Linked DNA regions of Gossypium hirsutum: region 1 is linked to region 2. A link is a contact called in public Hi-C data. All regions are on one chromosome and are shown on one strand. Each heading gives the region's core, a stretch centred on a gene start, on an enhancer-like site or on the middle of the called end of the contact. The rest is flanking DNA. Distances are from core to core; before and after follow the strand shown. Region 1 holds the start of LOC107951562. Region 2 holds the start of LOC107951552 (protein CHUP1, chloroplastic).

Evidence for each region. A called contact is a pair of places that touch in the nucleus more often than the background predicts.
Region 1: a Hi-C map of leaf shows a contact between it and region 2, with 1.6 times the contacts expected there. The contact joins the promoter of LOC107951562 here to the promoter of LOC107951552 in region 2. A contact is called at or near these places in 3 of 34 Hi-C or Micro-C datasets (hypocotyl and leaf).

Annotation. Positions count from the first base shown.
Region 1 is chrA02:9,765,965-9,769,298 of Gossypium_hirsutum_v2.1, reverse strand. LOC107951562 reads right to left here and starts at 1,608. Exons shown (of 2, transcript XM_016886647.2): 1 at 1,381-1,608; 2 at 1-1,151. The coding sequence starts at 1,421. The coding sequence ends at 581.
Region 2 is chrA02:9,586,762-9,589,974 of Gossypium_hirsutum_v2.1, reverse strand. It overlaps LOC107951552 (protein CHUP1, chloroplastic), which reads right to left and starts at 1,436. Exons shown (of 7, transcript XM_016886637.2): 1 at 449-1,436; 2 at 1-344. The coding sequence starts at 1,003.

The DNA of each region.
Region 1 (3,334 bases), core at 359-2,858, 180 kb before region 2:
AACATTGGGAATAAGAACAATTAAAGTGTTGTTTAGCTCTGGGTCATTTTTCCCCTGCAAAAATACTTTTGACCAATCCACAAACTGAGCCCCCAAGATGATCCCATTGGCTCTGAAAGAAAAGATCATGGAATCCATCACTTCCCGGATCCTTTAGAGGCCCCAAATCAAACAAAGCAGACTTTATCTCCTCATTAGAGATAGGCTTACTTAAAAATTAGACCTCGCTATCCTCAAGCTGTAGGAATGAACTAGTAGAAAGTCCCCTTATCGGTCACAGATTTTCACTATATAGATTCTTGAAGAAGCAAATTGCCTCATGTTGCAAGCCTTCCTTATCAAAGATCCATACCTCTACCTCAGTTTTCGAAGTCGTAATTCAATTCTGCTTTCTTCTTCCAAGAGTGCGCCTGTGAAAAAATTAGTATTTCAGTCACCCAAAGAGAGCCAATCACATATCGCCTTCTATTTCCAAAGAAGTTCTTTATGGCACAAAACCTGTTCCAGCTCCTCCTTAACTTCTAAATCCAACTGAAGTAGAGAATTTGACTAGGAACAATCTATTTCCCATTGAATACAGTTAAGCTTTTGAAGCAGCCTTTTTTTTTCGAAACCCAATGTGACCATATACCTGTTTGTTCCACTCTTTTAGTTGATTCGTAAAGTTTGCCACTGTATTGAACATCGAGCCATTAAAGTTCCCATTCTTCTTAACAAAGTAAAAAAATTTCCAGTGTTCAATCCATCTTGCCAGAAAACGAAAAGGTGATCCCATAACAGAATGAAGCATAGGTTGAAGAGTCAAGACCAAAGGCCTGTGATCAGCTATGAGTCTGGAGAGGTGAGTCACAAAATAATTTGGGAAAGACACAAGCCACACATAATTTTCGATAGCTCTGTCAAGTCGTTCATAGACTCCACTTCTACAACACGTGAATGGAGCACATTTGAATCCAAAATCATGAACCCCTGTCGAATCTACAAAGTTCCCAAAATAAGAATATCTTTTTCCACTAACTCGCCCACCCTTCTTTTCACTGGAGGCTAAAAGTGCGTTAAAATCTCCAACTACCATCCAATGATAGCCATTACCCAAAAAATTCGCCTTTAAAGCATCCCAAAGACACCTCCGTTTACGACAATTAGGGCTACTGTAAACAAAAAAGAACAAAAATAGGTCGTTGAGGAACTATCAAAAACACAAGTCAACTTTTCCACTATTAACTATTATTTCTAAAAGACCAATAATATCCGATTTATACTCCTGATTATACTCATGAAAAATCCACGGAAACTTGTTACTAACACACCCTTAAAAGTTCCAAGAAAAAATAGATAAACTCATATATTAATAAAAATAAAGAAAGTTAGAAAACTAACCGCAAATACTGGTAAATAGCCTTCTTCACGGCTTTTCCCATCACGGTTCAAATTTCCCTTCTCAATCTCAATGTCAATCTGCGAGCAAATGAGTTTGGCCATGGAGTTCATAGAATCTGATAATGGAACCCTCGCATTACTAGAGTTTTTAAAACATCCCCCATGGTTCAAAATGATTTTGTTGATAACGCCGCCACTACAGACAGATCCACCCTTAGCCCTTGATCCTTCCCTTTTGAAATCAAAATTCCTTTATACCTCCCAATCAAATCAGCATCTTCATTGGAACTGATAATTTTGGGTACCTTATTCTCCTTGAAAATAACAGCTGAATATCTCCTAGGGTCGAGGACCTCACTGTTAAGTTTCACCACTGCCTCCACTGGATCATTGGAAGTTGGATTAAAATGAGAATTAACACCCAACATGGTGAAATCATCATTAATATTCGAAACCCCCAAATTCTGCATTTGCTTCGTACCAACTCCCTTCACCAAAGCCAAGGAATTATCCAAGTTACCCTTATTCTCCAAGCCCCCATCTCCTCAGCCTTGTTGTCCAAGCCTAAATAAATTTGAACTTTCGATTTTTGCAATTTCCAAAACCCACGAATTTGGATCTTCCATTGGTGGTCCATTTAGTATGTCCATATTATTTGATCTAGGCCCAAAGTCCACCACATTAACATCCCCATTTGATGTCCCTGGCTTAGCCGAATTAAGCTTCCCCAAAACACTAAAAATGTTTATCATTTTCGTCACTAACTCAAAATTTTTATTAGCCCTAAGTGGTGCTCCTTGTCCCTTCTCCTTTAAGAAAACTCCTTTTTGAAAATTTACTCCCAACAAATTAACCGCCGCTGCGCCATTTTCTGATGTTTCAATTTCCAGTGAATTCAAGGCACATTCCCCAGTTACCTTATCAATGATTTGACGATTCCTTAAATTGCACCTGGATTTTTGTTCGACCAGCATCCATGGCCCAAAGGCATCAACCGGCTCCACCGCCTTGTCATTTTCCGATGGGGTTCCCGCTGTCAAAACTAAACCCACTACCGTGTTGTTCGCTAAGCCAGAGCCAAGGCAAAGGTTTTGCAAGTGTCAGAACCTGCCACACAAAAAACACACTAACAGAAGTGATTCGAATTCAATCCTCTGAACCATGCCATTAACTTGGATCTGAGAGTTAGAGGTTTTCCAGCAAATTTCCCCCTTGAGCCCTTGTTCGTCTGAAAATCAAGTTTAATGACCTTACCTATTAATCCCTCTATTTCCTCAAGAACACGCTATTTGTAAAGATAGTCGGGTAGATCAGGTAACCGAACCCAAACCATAGTACTGCTGGGAAAAGCCTGAAAGGGATTAAATTCCGAAGTCCACGATTGGACTGTGAGATACTGCCCGAGCACGATCATGGCCCCTAGGTAAGAACTTTCTCGTAATCATCTCGGCTTTGAAATTTAACCAGGAAGTATCCATTCTCCACATCCATGAGATGGAATTGTTCACATCCATGAGATGGAATTGTTGCGAGGGTTTCCAAAAGGTGTGGATCCTATTTTGCAATAGAGTATATGATAGGTTCCGACCCAATAACTTAACCACCACTGTGGTCGCCATATCTCTAACGAGATTTTGTTGAACCCTTTCAGATAAGTTGATTGTCCAAATTCCATTAACATTAGACTTCGTGACATCTCCTTCTATAAACTCAAAGTCTTCATCACAACTAGATCTGAAAGTCCCTTGGCCCAAAACTTTGTCTCTCCAAGACATTCCTGGTGTTAGAGTTGAATCTAGACTTTTTTTAGTGTTTCTATTGGTTATCACCTCTAGTGTTCTCAATCATCTCCAATCAGTCATAAGCTTTAATACTTTTTACTTTCATAAAATTTTGATTGTAAGGTTGATGACGAAAAATATATTTAATATGAATAGTATACAATTATATGAAA
Region 2 (3,213 bases), core at 187-2,686:
GCTGCTACTGGGGGGTCCTTTTTCTTTTCTTGGTAACTTTGTACAGGGCCCACTACAAGGGAATGAGCCTTTGGAGTGGTAGCTGCTTTAGCAGGGAAACGAGGTGGTGGCGGAGGTGGTGGCAGCGATGGCAGCGGTGGTGGTGGAGGCGGTGGCTGAGAGTAAGTTATTGGTGCGATTGTCTGATGGCTGGCATCTTTGGGAGCCAAAGAAGCAGTTGGCCGTGGTGGCACTTTAATTGTTCTTGCCTCCCCCCTCGTAACTTTTGGGTGTTCCAATTTGTTGGCAATGAGTTTCTGAATGTCCTTGAATTTGGGGCTCTGGTGCTCTCCACTTGACTCCCTCTTCTTTCAGTAAATACATGCATATATATTATATATATGAAGTTGTTAGAAATCACAAAGAAATGAAACTTGAAAGGAATTATAGTACATATTAAGGATCTAACCTGCAGGTGCACCTGGTCGGGGTGAGGGTCAGGGTCAGGTTGAGGGCTTGAAAGAGCTGCTATCTTGTCTTCAGCAGCAGCAAGGTCCTCCTTAAGCTTTCTGTTAAGAGACTCCAGCTCCATATTCAAGCTCCGAGCCCCATCCAATTCTGCCCTCAAACCCATCACCTGAGTCTGCAAATCTTTAACCAAACCCTCACTACAACTTAGCTTCTCTTTCAGTTCATCAACAGTACTATTCTTCTCTGTTGTTGAGCTTGAATTAGCACTAGAACGCCTAGGCTTTCCAAATTGTTCCACAACTCTACCCTTGTGATAGCACCCACCTGCTGGCAGTTGGTCCCCAGATTTAGGCTTGTTCATCATCATCACAGACTTCCTACTGTTTTTGGTGGTGTCAGGGGGTACACTTTTGGGCCTAGCTGCTGACTGATCTTTAGGCTTGGAGTTAACTCTAAAGCTCGAAGGGGTGGTGCTCCGCTGCTGCGACATGGGAATGGAAGCAACCTTGCAGTCAGCTGGTTTTAGCTTTGCTGTTGGCTCATGCTGCTTCATAGGGGGTAATCAAATTTCTCCAACTTGACTTCAAGAGTCTTGCATTGCTTGATATTGACTTGATTATGAAGAAAATCAGGTGCCCCTGTAACTGGAAATGCAAGAAAGAAAAGGTAGACTGCTCGTACAAGTTATGTAAAACGCTAACAGATATTGATGCTTATCTCTTGTGTTTCCATTAGCAATATGCGAAACCCGTGGGAGGACTGTCAACATCTCATCGTCTGACTGACCACCCAGCAATTTTTAATGGCTGCGCAACCAAACAAAACAAAACCAAACCAAAACAACATTTTATTTCATTACATTACATTATATCCTGCCAGCACTCTATATGTCGACAATATTTGACAGATGTGAGATGAAAAACCCTCTTCGGTGGCCAGGTGTAGGACTTTCAGAACCAAGCAAAATTACTCGAATAATTGAGACTTACATGGTAGTTACAGATCATCTATTAAATGAAATTATCGATAAAACTTGAAATCTAATTAACTAATGGCTGAAAATTTTATCCAGAATGGGAAAGATAATGAGTAGGTTTGATGGGAAATGTTGTTCCATTAATTACGCATCACCCAAAATGCTTTGATATCATCATGCACCCCAACAGATTCATTCTATAATTCTCCAATGTGAAAATCTTTTTCAATTTATTACTCAGTTTGTTAATATACAATTACATGCTGTTATTGGTACATAATTCTTTAATGTTAAATTTAAATGGGAAAGGGTGTTGGAGGGTGACTAAACTACAATACGATGGTGATATATCCTTAAAAGATGGGGTTAGTGGTACAACGATGTAACAATGCGTACGCCTTAATCATACTCAAAAATAGATTTCGGTTCAAGTTGTCTCATCAAAATCTACCAATGTAATGATTGGTTCAAAGTTACGTTAGTGCAAAAACATCTCCATTAGGCTATTAGCTAGGGTAGGTTGGCGCATCTTCCCTTCTTCCCCCTAACTATTATAATGGTGTGTTTTAAGCCTTGCATGACCCGACACCTCGCCCCCTATGCACCCTCATTTCATCGGACCTATCTAACAGGCCCACAAAAGCCCACTTATCTTTTCTCTTTTTCTACAACCACACGTGTTCACTTTACCATCCCAAAGGTCAATATCACTTTACTCAAAAGGAAACCAGTATACTCCCCACATCGGTTAGAATGAGAATCAATTCGTGCATAAGAATTGAACCAATTTTGAATAACAGTTCAGATAACCAATAAAAAAATTTAAAATGAAAGCAAAAAAGAATTCAATGATGGAATCAGTTTTATAATTTTTTTTATGAGGTTTTAATTATTTATTTAACTATTGTTAGATCTGTAGTCTGATAAAATCGATAATCTAACTAATTTAACTAACAATCTAATTATTAAAACATTGATCACACTTATAGATTAAAAGTTTGAAAGTTTAAATAAGTTCAAAGTTTTTGTACTTAGCATATATTTGATATTTAGCCCTTACACTTTTATTTTCAAAAGTTTAGCCTCTCCACTTTTTAAACTTAAAAATTCAAATCTAGTTGTTAAAATTATTCAATTAAATAACATTTTAAAGCTAAAAAAAAATACAATTGTTAGCCATGTAACGAAAATATGATATTATAATGGATCTAAATTTAAAACAAAATTTTAACGATGTTAATAATTTTAAAAAATTTCATGTCAATCTTTTTATTAAAATAAAGTATATAGGCTAACCAATAACAATATAAAAGTCGAAGTATCAAATTATATTAAAAAATTAAAATACAAAGATTAAATAAAAAGTTTAAACAATTTAACCATTCTCAAATAACCTCAAACATAAAAAATTAATAACTTATAAATGCGAATGAAATTCATTTTATATATAGTATAGATTTACTTGCCAGATAAACCTAAGTTGGTTTAATTGTTTGAATATTTATTAGCATTTAGTGAGAATAAATATTTGAATATTAATAATTTTTAAAACATCGGTAGATAAAAATCAATTCTCTTTTTTTTTTTATAGTTATGGTCACTCTAACATTGGTAATAAACATCAAAAATCACTATTAATTCTAATAGTAATTAATCGGAACAAAAATCACAGTTAACAGTAGTAACAGTAGGTTGGAACAAAAACCATAATTCACTCCAATAACTGTTCTTAATTGTTTTAATCTCATGTGACTTTTAATTTTTTTTATGAGGTTTGTGACGTAAGT